Regions from separate parts of the Mus musculus genome. Here region 2 is linked to region 1. Evidence: chromatin contacts called from public Hi-C data. All regions are on one chromosome and are shown on one strand. Each heading gives the region's core, a stretch centred on a gene start, on an enhancer-like site or on the middle of the called end of the contact. The rest is flanking DNA. Distances are from core to core; before and after follow the strand shown. Region 1 has its middle 37 kb from the start of Gm52731. Region 2 overlaps Col15a1 (collagen, type XV, alpha 1).

Evidence for each region. A called contact is a pair of places that touch in the nucleus more often than the background predicts.
Region 2: a Hi-C map of the N1E-115 cell line shows a contact between it and region 1, with 1.6 times the contacts expected there. The contact joins two enhancer-like sites. A contact is called at or near these places in 1 of 15 datasets of contacts at CTCF or cohesin (the NIH/3T3 cell line), 1 of 484 Hi-C or Micro-C datasets (the N1E-115 cell line) and 1 of 115 datasets of contacts at active chromatin or transcription factors (pancreatic cancer cells).

The regions. Positions count from the first base shown.
Region 1 is chr4:47,146,653-47,151,992 of GRCm38.p6, reverse strand. No RefSeq gene overlaps it. Among named protein-coding and RNA genes, the nearest start is that of Gm52731, 37 kb to the right of the region's middle. Within about 2 kb of position 1,777, at least 77 of the 459 cell types and tissues checked have an H3K27ac peak or open chromatin away from gene starts, as enhancers often do. A contact at or near this core is called in the N1E-115 cell line, the NIH/3T3 cell line and pancreatic cancer cells, where this site is marked.
Region 2 is chr4:47,291,184-47,296,286 of GRCm38.p6, reverse strand. Col15a1 (collagen, type XV, alpha 1) reads right to left here. Exons shown (of 40, transcript NM_009928.3): 25 at 3,914-3,967; 26 at 3,758-3,817; 27 at 3,039-3,107; 28 at 2,880-2,921; 29 at 164-209. Gm52732 (a long non-coding RNA gene) reads left to right here. Exons shown (of 3, transcript XR_003955396.1): 3 at 1-2,531. Among named protein-coding and RNA genes, the nearest start is that of Gm52732, 9.4 kb to the left of the region's middle. Within about 2 kb of position 1,941, at least 146 of the 459 cell types and tissues checked have an H3K27ac peak or open chromatin away from gene starts, as enhancers often do. A contact at or near this core is called in the N1E-115 cell line, the NIH/3T3 cell line and pancreatic cancer cells, where this site is marked.

The sequences.
Region 1 (5,340 bases), core at 528-3,027:
TCTGAGTGAGCTGGCCTTCATCAATCTGATATGAGGAGGAAAGCTAGAGAAGGCGTATCAGACCAGGAAGGAACCTTCTAGATTAATCATCAGCCACCCCTACTCCCCTCCACAATCACCATTCCTTGGACAAGGTCCAGAGCAGAGAAGGAGCCATCCCTGAGTCACCCACAAAGTAAACGAGGAAACAAAATATCAGATCTCTGTGTCCCGGTCCCTGAAGCACATGGAGCCTTACAGCCAATTATTTCTGTTGCAACATCAGCCTCAGTAACTCCAATCCCATTAAACAATCTCCCACACAATGAAAAGCAAATGGACTGGCCCTCGGCCAGCCCCAGGACAAGGGGCTCACTCTCCCAAGACCGTGCTGACAAAGTTACAGTCTCAAACCATGTTGAGAACAAGTCCCTCAGGCAGGCACTTTCTTTGTGGCAGAAGCTCAGCTCACTCAGGGTTGCCGCTGGGATTAGAAGAGGCTCGGGTTTCTGTAGAGCAAATCTCATGGTCTCATAAAACATCATGGTGGAAAGGGATTTTCTGTCACACAGGCAGTGCAGCAATGGCCTCTGTGGTGGTCCATTCCCTGTAAGTTAGCTAACCAACTAGTACTTGTTACACACCTTCAGTCTGCTACCCATACTGGGCACTGGGGCCTGGGTTCGAATCAAGCAGAAAATCTGCCCTTAAAAGCTCTCAGTGTCTTTGAAGGAAGACAAGGCAGAGAGATTCAGCAGAACACTGTGCTGATGCAGCAATGCTCTAGATTTGCTTTGGGGGCCAGAGAAGGCTCCTGTGTCCAACAGATGGTGGTTAAGTTGCACCTTGAAAGTTTCCAGTAGTCTAGGAGATGGGCTCTTGATCCCGATCACTCTGTCTCCACCTCTGAGCCATAAGGAGCAAAGGTGCCTGGTATATTTGTGGAGGGGAGAAAGCCAGAGGTAACAGGACACCACACTGAGCCATGTCCTATTGGGCAGTTCCCACTGGGGTCTCAGCCCTAAAAACTGGGCCTTATGGAATGGAAGTAGGGTCCTGTGTACTATCCTGTCTGAGGTCCTAGCTCCTGGCACGGTGCTTAGCTCAGTCAGCTCAGTGACTTTCCTCCACGGAATGGGTGAATGCAAAGAAGAGTTAATGATGCTGTAAACTCCAGGCTGCAGCAAGCACCATGCTGCATGCTTACCATACACCAAAAAAATAAAAGAAAGAAAGATAATGCTTAAGAACTTTATCAGTCATATCACTAATATCAATACCACCAGCCTGGGGAGATGAGAGGACTGGGCAGAGAGGCAAGAGATTATGTGTCTAAGTTCACATGGCTAAGAAGATGCTTAGCAAAGTTCAAACCAGACCACTGTCATTTGTGTGCCACCTCTCCTGTGTGTGCTTAGCTCCTGATGCTTCCACATAGAACCCCTACCTGCAATAATCCCCACCTCCTCCTGCAGTGGGAGGAGCCATTCGAGAAGAGATCTGGATCAATGAGGAGCTTTGATTATCAGATCCACATCAATCTAGGGAGGGTGGAAGTTTCCTCAGCCTAAAGGGTTGTGCCCAGGCTCCTTACAACACAGCATGAAGATGAGCTTCTCTGTGGACGCAGGCTGTGGCAGACATGCTGGAAAGTGGACCCTGCCATCTTCTCTGCTCTGTGCCCTTACAGGCAAAGCCAGACACTCCCCAAATGGCAAGAAAGGCAAACCCACAGGGATAATGCTTGTCATAGTCTCAAACATCTGGCTCTTTTCTGTGCTCTAAATTTGGACCAAGTAGACGTCCACTTCCTCCTAATCAAGATAAGCCCAGACCAAGGCCCTACACAATCCTGCTGGGTCACTTAATTGCCTTCCTCTTGGGAATCCTGAGCCAGCCGTGGGGAAATTTTCAGCTAAGACAAAGAATGGAGGTCAACCCCTTGTTGCATCCTAATGACTTTTACAGACCAGTGAGCCACGGGAGAGTCTATTCCAGTCAAAGGACCTGTGGGTTTTCTTTTCTTTTCTTTTTAAAGAAGAGACTGTATTTTAAGATTTTCCAGGTCATGGAAAAACAGACGCAAAGAACACCAGTATGACAGTGTTCCATCCCATTGTTGTCTAAATAAAGCCAGATCAAGTTCACTCAAGAGGCCAATTCTCTAAACCACCAGAAAGTGACCCTCTGAGAGTGGTGGTGGGACACATGCCACCTCGAGTCACCGCCCTTCTTGTGGCTGGTCACAAGTTTGGTATTAACTGTACTTTCCATTTTAAAACTTTCTTTTATTCTGACTATAAAAGTAGTACTTTTATAAAGTTACTGTTGAAACTTTGGAACATTAAGAGAAAACAAAGAAATGGATAATACAAAAAAAAATCCTTCAGCCAACTATTAGTGAATGTGACCTCTTTAAAAGACAAAAATCAAGATCACGGTGTATAAAGAGTTTAAATTTTTTCCACTTAGTGTTATCAATAGCATGATCAACTATGCTCAATACTCTCCAAATGTGTGCAATTCAAACGAGATAAATGATAGCAGATTTCTGAGTGTAAGTGGCTTGCCGCCCTGAGGACATTTTGGTAGTGTCCAGTTTCCTGAGGGATGATCTTAAAGAAGCATTTCTGTCTTAATGGCTAAGCATACCTTTGGGAATTGGGATCCCTAAAGGAAAGGAAGTGAAACCCTGAAGTTCTGATGGATATTCCCCAATCGCCTCCATCCTGTTTAAGAAGTGTCCACTGACCAACACAGGGCATTGAGTTCCAGGTACAAAGACACAGGGGTAGAGGCAAAGAACCCAGCATTTTGCCTGAGGGAACCATGACCTATTGCGGGCATCCCTTGTCCTTGCACCAGCTCTGGGTGAGAATGCTTGCCTCCCTAGCTTCTCTTTGACCCCATGGTCTTATTTGAGGGCCACCTGTTTGGTTCTGGTTTTGCTTTCGTTTTTCAAAGGTAGGGTCTCATTGAGCTTCAAAGTCAATGTGGAACTGGATTAAACTGGATCTCTCAGTTCAAAACACTTCCCAGCCCTTTCTGTCTCTCCCTCGAGGGCGCCTGGATCAATGCTCTGTGCCACCACACCCCACTGACAACGGTATTTTTATAAAATTAAGTCTCAGCAACTCAATCATTTTTAAATATCCTTTCACTGTTGTTTTTATTTGCTGCTCACTGATACCCTTTCCCAAGGGTTAGGAACTCTGCCTGTCCCTGTGTCTGTCCCTTTCCATGTGTCTCTTTCTTATGTAGGTGCATGTGAGACTAGTCTGCTCGTGTGCTTTTTGTTTTGAGACAGGGTTTCCTTATGTAGGCCCAGCTGTCCTGGGCTATGTAAACAAGTTTGGCCTTAAGTGTACAAAGCCACCTTTGCCTCCCAAGTGCTGGAACTGAAAGCATGAGCTGCTTCCCAGCTAGACTTTTCAAAATTATTAAGATGTTTGTTTATTCTCGTTTGCAAAAGCTTTTAATATAGTCCTTAGTTGTCACCTGGCACGGTTTTTAGATTATTTTTATTTTATGGGTATAAGAGTTTTGTCTGTTTGTATATGCATCACATGAGTGCAGAGCTCGTAGAGAGGCCGGAAGATGTCAAATCTCGTGAAAATGGAGTTACAGATGGTTGTGAGCTACCTTGTAGGTGCTGGGAACTGAACCCCAGTCCTCTGCAAGAGCAGCTCATGCTCTTAGCCACTGGGCCATCCCTGCAGACCCTCTGTTTGATATAGTTTACAAAAGTTTTCCATTTCTGTTTTGAGGTCTATGCTGCTTTCTGTTTTAGTTTCATCTTCTGTGGCTGTGATAAAATATCCTGGGGAGAAAACAACTTGGGGAGAAAGTGTTTATTCAGTTTAGAGCTTCAGGTTCAGTCCATCATTGTGGGGAGGCCAAGGCAGCAGAAACTTGAAGCAGTTAGCCCATCACATCCATAGTCAAGAACAGAGAGGAAGCCGGGCGTGGTGGTGCACGCCTTTAATCCCAGAACTCAGGAGGCAGAGGCAGGCAGATTTCTGAGTTCGAGGCCAGCCTGGTCTACAGAGTGAGCTTCAGGACAGCCAGGGCTACACAGAGAAACCCTGTCTCGAAAAACAAAACAAAACAAAAACAAAAGAACAGAGAGGAATAAATTCGATACTGGGCAAATAGTGTACCCTGAGATATCGTGGATATCTTTGAGCATACATATATTCTGTTTCATCAGCCCATATTCATTAATATAGAAACAACATTCCTTCCCCAACAAAATGAAAGTCCTTCCATGCTCAAATAAAATTAAATGCATATTTAGGCTCAGGTTCCCTTCTCCATTCTCACACAGTTCAAAATCCCCCACCTAGAGAATGGTGCTACTCACAGTGGTTTTCCTCCTTTAGTTAATGAAATCCAGATATTCCCTTACAGCTAAACTCACAGGCCAGCACAATTCAGACAATCCCTTACAGAGACCCTTCTCCTCCTCCTTGATGATGAGTCTCTATATATAGTGTTAAATTGATATTAAAACAATCCATCACAGTCCTTATCTGTCCCCCCTCTCGCCATCTGGAGCTTGGTATCAGATCTGACAGTGTAGGAGTGAACAGAAACAGACATGATCCCACACAGCATGGTTGGTCACTTAGTAACTCAAGTGAGCAAACATCCCTAAAGGAGAGGTGAAGCCTGGGGGAAATGGAAGGCAAAGATGTGGGAAGGTCTCTCAATGGCTAGAAGTACAGCATGCGTCTAGGTACAGCTTCTGAGAAACACAGGAAGGGACCTAGAAATGTCCTTAAGAAAAAGCCTCCAGGGGATACATGTGGTAGCAGAAGGAAGGGAAGAGGTTATACAAGCAGGTGATCTCCTAGAAAGCCTATCCTCAGGTGTAGTTGGGCCAGATAAAAAAAATCTCATAGTTCTGTGTGACCCTGCCTGTCCCCTGGGGATCACTGGCCAATATGGTCCTCGAGGACACTGAGAGCCGAGATGATGGATGGGGGGGGGGGGAGCAGCATTCCAGAAGCCCTGTGAGTGACATTCCCAGAACCAGCTGTGGGCAGCCAGATCAGCTTCACTTGGGATGATTCAAGGCTTGTATAATTTGGGGGACAGGGTTTAGAATATACAGGATGGGCAAAGATCATTGGCTGAAGGCTAAGGTACTGAAATGCCTCGTTGGCATTTCGGGAATCTCAAGTGCTAGCTGACCATGTTCTTATCTACAGAGTAGAAAGGAAGTTGAACCTGTAATCTAACTAAGGCTACGTGACATCCTGCAGGTAGAGGCAGAGGGGTGGGTGTTGAACTCCCCAGGTGAGGTCAGAGAAGGAGAAGCCTCCCTTCCCTCATGCACTGAGAGCTTCAGAAAGCCAT
Region 2 (5,103 bases), core at 692-3,191, 140 kb before region 1:
ACCCGGGATGCACCAGGTCCATGAGGAAAGCAGACAGAGGTATGTCCCACAGCTCAGCTGCCACCCCTCCCCCATGCCCCGTTAGCCCCTCCTGACCACCTCATCCATGGCCAGCACTAGGTCAGGAATGTCCCTGAGAAACCATGAAGAAAAGAGTGTGTACCGTGGAAAGTGACAAGCTCTGGGTCGCCAGGGTGAGCGGTACCAACCTGGGGAGAGAGAAAGGCCCAGTCAGACATGGGAAGCCCTGCCCCAGCATTTGTCCTGGGGACAAATCGCAGAGGATGAAATGACACTGGCCAGGCTTCTATTTGGCTTTGGAATACTCCTCAGTACCCTCAACACAGACTTCTCAGGCCTTCATTTGGGAAACCCATGATGTAGCTGGCCTCGAGCACACAGCATTGAGATTTCTGGCCAAAAATCTAAGCAGAAGGGAAACACAAGGCTTCCAGACTGCATTCGTGAGTGCAGCCAATGCTGAGTGTCTTGGCCTCCTTTCTTATCAATTAGGATTGGCTCACATGTGAGGCCAAGTGTCCAAGCCAGCTCTGAGCAAGTTCTGAAGCTGGGCCAATCGTCTGCTTTGCTACTGAGTGTAATCAGAGACAGGCATAAGGCACAGGTCAGGCAGCAGTGGCAGTGACAAATAGCAGGGTTGTCATTAGATTGGAGGGGCTTTTATGGACTCTTCATTAGGTGACAGGGGTCTGGAATCCAAGCAGTTCTGGATAACACTGTTCAACTGTCTTAGCTTCATTCCTTGTTACTGTGATTGGAAACCCTAGCGAAAGCAACTTGTGGGAGAAAGGGTTTATTTGGTTTACAACTCCAGGTTACAGTCCATCACTGCTGTGAAGTCAAGGCAGCACTGCATGGAAGCAGTTAGTCACATTAAATCCACAGTCAAGAGCAGAGAGCAATGAATTAATGTATGCACGTGAATGTCAGCTCACTTTCTCCACTCTTAGGCAGCTTAGAATCTCTTGCCTAGGGTATGGTGTCTAGTATAGTGGGCAGGTTTTCCTGTCTTGGCTTAGGTAATCTAGATAATTCCAGGCCAACCTGATCTAGACAACTCCTTATTGAGACTCTTTTCTCGGCCAATTTGATTTGTTCTATGTTGACAATTAAAGGTAACCATCTCACTCTGCCTCCATCTTTCCCCAGAAGATGCTCCACCTAGATCTGGGATCTTTCTGTGCTTGTAAGTGGGGATTGCAAGCTGCTTAGGGGTCATCATGAAAAGATATTGGGAAGAGGAAGGAACCTTCCAGAAAGAAAATCTAAGGACGACCTTTACAAGTGGTTAAGCAAGGTGGTAGGAGTATATAAACTGTCATGATGTTAAACTGATGAAACTGGAAGATGCTTGCGAAGTGCTGGGTGTGTTTCTGTTTGATAATGTCTACTTTGAGGGCCTCGTAGGAAACACCCATGCCTCCAAACGCTACGGTGTCCCAGTATGCCACAGGAAATTAAAACAAGACAAAACACGTTGAGCCTGGCATTGAGTTTAAGTCACTCCATAACTGCCCCACCATCCCCCGAGTGTAGATACCACACAGGGTTCCACTACAGGTTGTACAACTGCAGTATCATTCCCACAACAGTCTAAAGTTTGTGGTCTTCTGTCTCATACTTGGTGTGTTGGGATTGTTTGTGGGAGGTAGTAAGGAGGTGGGGCTCTGTGTTGAGAGGAGGGACCTTGAGCTCTGGGAAACAGTGGGACCTAGGCAGCCTCTGCCCTTGTATGAGGAGATGCAGTGTTTTCTTGGGGTATCTCCAGAAGCTGCACTTGCAGCAGATGCCTCGCTACAGTTATCTGGATAAACACGCCCTTGGTGCTGCTGTTGGGCTCACTTGGAGCTTCAGCCCTGTCCCCTGGGGGATCCCGCGCTCTGCCTTCCAGGCTAGCATGCTTGGACCGTGGGCTGCCCACATGGACGCCTCAAAGGTCAGATTTGGACATAGGCCTAGGCCAATACACAGCCAGCCGGCCTGCATCAGTTAGAGGCATCAGCGACCAGCAGCATTCCCATTCCCACGGGAATCAGTATAAGCCCACTTCAAAGAATATTTTGAAATGATCATCTGCAAACTCCAGAAAGCAGAGACCACGTCTGTCTAGGTCATTCCTGTGTTCCCCCCGGGGCCTAGCAAGAGTCCTTGGCACTGGGGAGAGCTCAGTAAATATTTACTGAAAGAATGAGAGAATGATTGCGCACAGATCCATGACTCATGCCTTGTCCCCGTGTTTCCTCACAGAAATAAATGTCTCCCTATGATACTGGCAAAATCCTACAGACGGTACTGCCAACTGCCTGGGGGAGGGGGAGGCTGGGCAAGGATCACAGTGCCTGCACCTGCTTCCTGGTCACCAGGAGATCTGAGCTGTGGTCCCAGCTGCCCCATGCTCCGTGACCTTGGGCTAACCAAAGAGCTTCTGTGGGTAGCTGTCTTCCCATGATAACTGGGAGAGATAACGCTTGCCTCTTGGGTAACTCAATCTTTGAGGAGGATGGAACTGAGTAGTTACAAATTTTAACCCCCAGTTCCCAGCTCAGAGGCCACGAGTTCCGGTCACTTCTTTTAGTTAAGAAGGAGTCTATTTTGCAATTTTATGCTTCTTCCGCCCCTGAGGCCAAATGTTTGTTTTACTAATAGACGACTCACTGTTAAAATAAGCCAGTGTGTGGTATTTCATTACCAGGGTCTATTATCTAGAAACTTCTAGATCTTTAAGGGCCTATATGTAGATAGATGATATCAGAGAGTAGACATACAGGAATGGAAAAGTGCCCAAGGCAAGATGGATCCGTTTCCTAAAACAGGCACTGGTACTTAGCCTGCTGCATGAAGACATGAGAGTTACTTACTGGTGTTTTGCAGTGTGGCCGGGCAGGTATTGGAAAAACAGCCTGTGGAAAGAGAATATGAGGGGTGAAGGCATCAGGAAACCTAGCACCAGCTGAGGCCAATCTGGTGCTCACTGCAGGGTCCCCAGGAAAGCTTCTCCCAACCCCATCCTAACTTACGCCTTTGATGTTAACCACAGCTCCAGGGGGCCCTGGGGGCCCTGGGGGTCCAGGTAGGCCAGGTGGACCCTGAAGGAAGAAAAGAAAAGCCGCTGCTGTGTTTAAGGATGTGGGAGGCAGCTACAGCATTTGCTACACACTCTGAGCTGGAAGCTGGGAGGGAGTAGCTTCCAGAGCACTCCCTCATCTGGGGCATACTGAAAAGGGTTGGTAAAGCATGCGGGAGACAGCTGGACAGCTATGCCGTCCTGGCTGACACCCACAAATAATGAGGCCCAGAGAAGGGATACAACCTGCTCAGAGCCACACAGCAGCTCACAGAGAACTGAAATTGGAACCCAGATTCTGGTTCCCGGAGCAATGCTCCGTTAAGATCTGCATTCCTGGGCCGTGTGTGGGAGCAAGGAGGGGGGACACAGGATGCATAGAACCCCTTTTCTTTCCTTCTCCTTTCTGTCTGGTGTCTGCATTGGGGAGACTGACACTCTTCAGCATGGGAATGGTCTAGGTGGGACACAGGACCCTCCTGAGAGTGAGATGGGGGGGAGCGGGGCTGAGTGTGTGCACCTCTGGAAGCAATGGAGGAAGAAAGAAAGCTTCCCTGAGCACACATTCTGCAGGCCCCACTCATTGAACTTCGAGGTACTGGACACTCTAACAGGATCTCGTCTGCACTGCAGCCCCAGGGCATGAGGTGCAGAAGTAGCCATGGTACTCACAGGCAGCGTGACCCCTCGATCTCCTTTGGCACCCTTGAGGCCATTCAGTCCTGGGCGACCCTGAGATACACACAAGATGCCTTAGTGAGCTCTTGCTGTGGGTCAGCTTTGCCACCACATGCCCCATCTTTTAGTCTGGGGAACACTGATACCTACAGGTCGTCCTGGGAGGCCAAACTCTCCTTTGTGTCCTGGTGGTCCTTTGGGTCCCTAGAAGCAAAACAAGCACCAGGCTAGCAAATGCCCGAAACTCAGAGTCCAGAGATAGGGGAGTGCTGGGACTGCTCTTGTAGGGAGAGCAGCAGGGACAGGATGAAGGGACATTGGCAATGGCCCTGGAGTACCCGCCTGCCCGGTTCCTGGTCTCCTGCCTCTCCTCACCTAGAAGCATTTGCTCAGATTTTCAGATCTCCCAACTTTTCTAAAGGCTACACAGCCAGGACCACCTCAGTCAGAACGGAAGAAAGAGCAAGAAGCCAGCAGCTTCGTGCCTCACGTGCCCAGGTGCTCACATGCTAGGCTGGCACAGAACATGGAGCTTTGCATTGGTCATTCATTCCAGGGTCCCCATGTCCTCTATTCTGAATCAGCTCTGCTCCTCCCTGTGCCAGTGTGCCCAAGAACAGGCTGGAGGATGGTAGTCTGCCCCACCCCCACCCATCTTGAAGCCCAGCCTCAGAACAATGCCTCGGTCCTCCTGTAGAGTCCCTGACCCACAGACCCTTCTCCAGTGATGGTTTTCTGGGTCCACACACTTCTTAAGTCACTGCCCTGATCCAAGCTCCTGGCAGGAATCACCTTGTCTACTGGAGCCTGAGGAATAGCAGCTATAATCATGTGCCCCTCTGCCCACCGCCATTACTATAGATAGCATGCCCTAAAAGATGCATTAAGAGAGGGTCAGCATGAAAAAAATCTCTGATATATATTACTCTCAGGGAAGTGAAAAGCAAAAGTAGAGGGAGTTTTCAGGGCATGGGTGGGCCACTTGGTAGGTGGTTCTCTGGAACATTCCCCACGTGCGCATGTACATGGAGTGTCCTGGGTCTCATGAAAGTGCAGATGAAGAGTGTCTGCGCTAGTATATGGGCCAGGGCCTGCCATTCTGCATTGTTACTAAGCTCCCAGGTGATGCTGGGGGGATGCTGATCCACAGACCACACTTTGAGTAACAAGCCTTAGCATTTTTGTAAAAGAGTCATAAGCTACACTGGTCTCTAGGGCCATAGTTAGCCCAGATGGAAGCATTATGCAAATTAAAAGGTGCCCTTATTGCCTGTGTTTGGCAAGCTGTGCACAAGCTGGCCTTCAGTGGGACACCCGCCATAGCCATCTGGAGCCTCCTG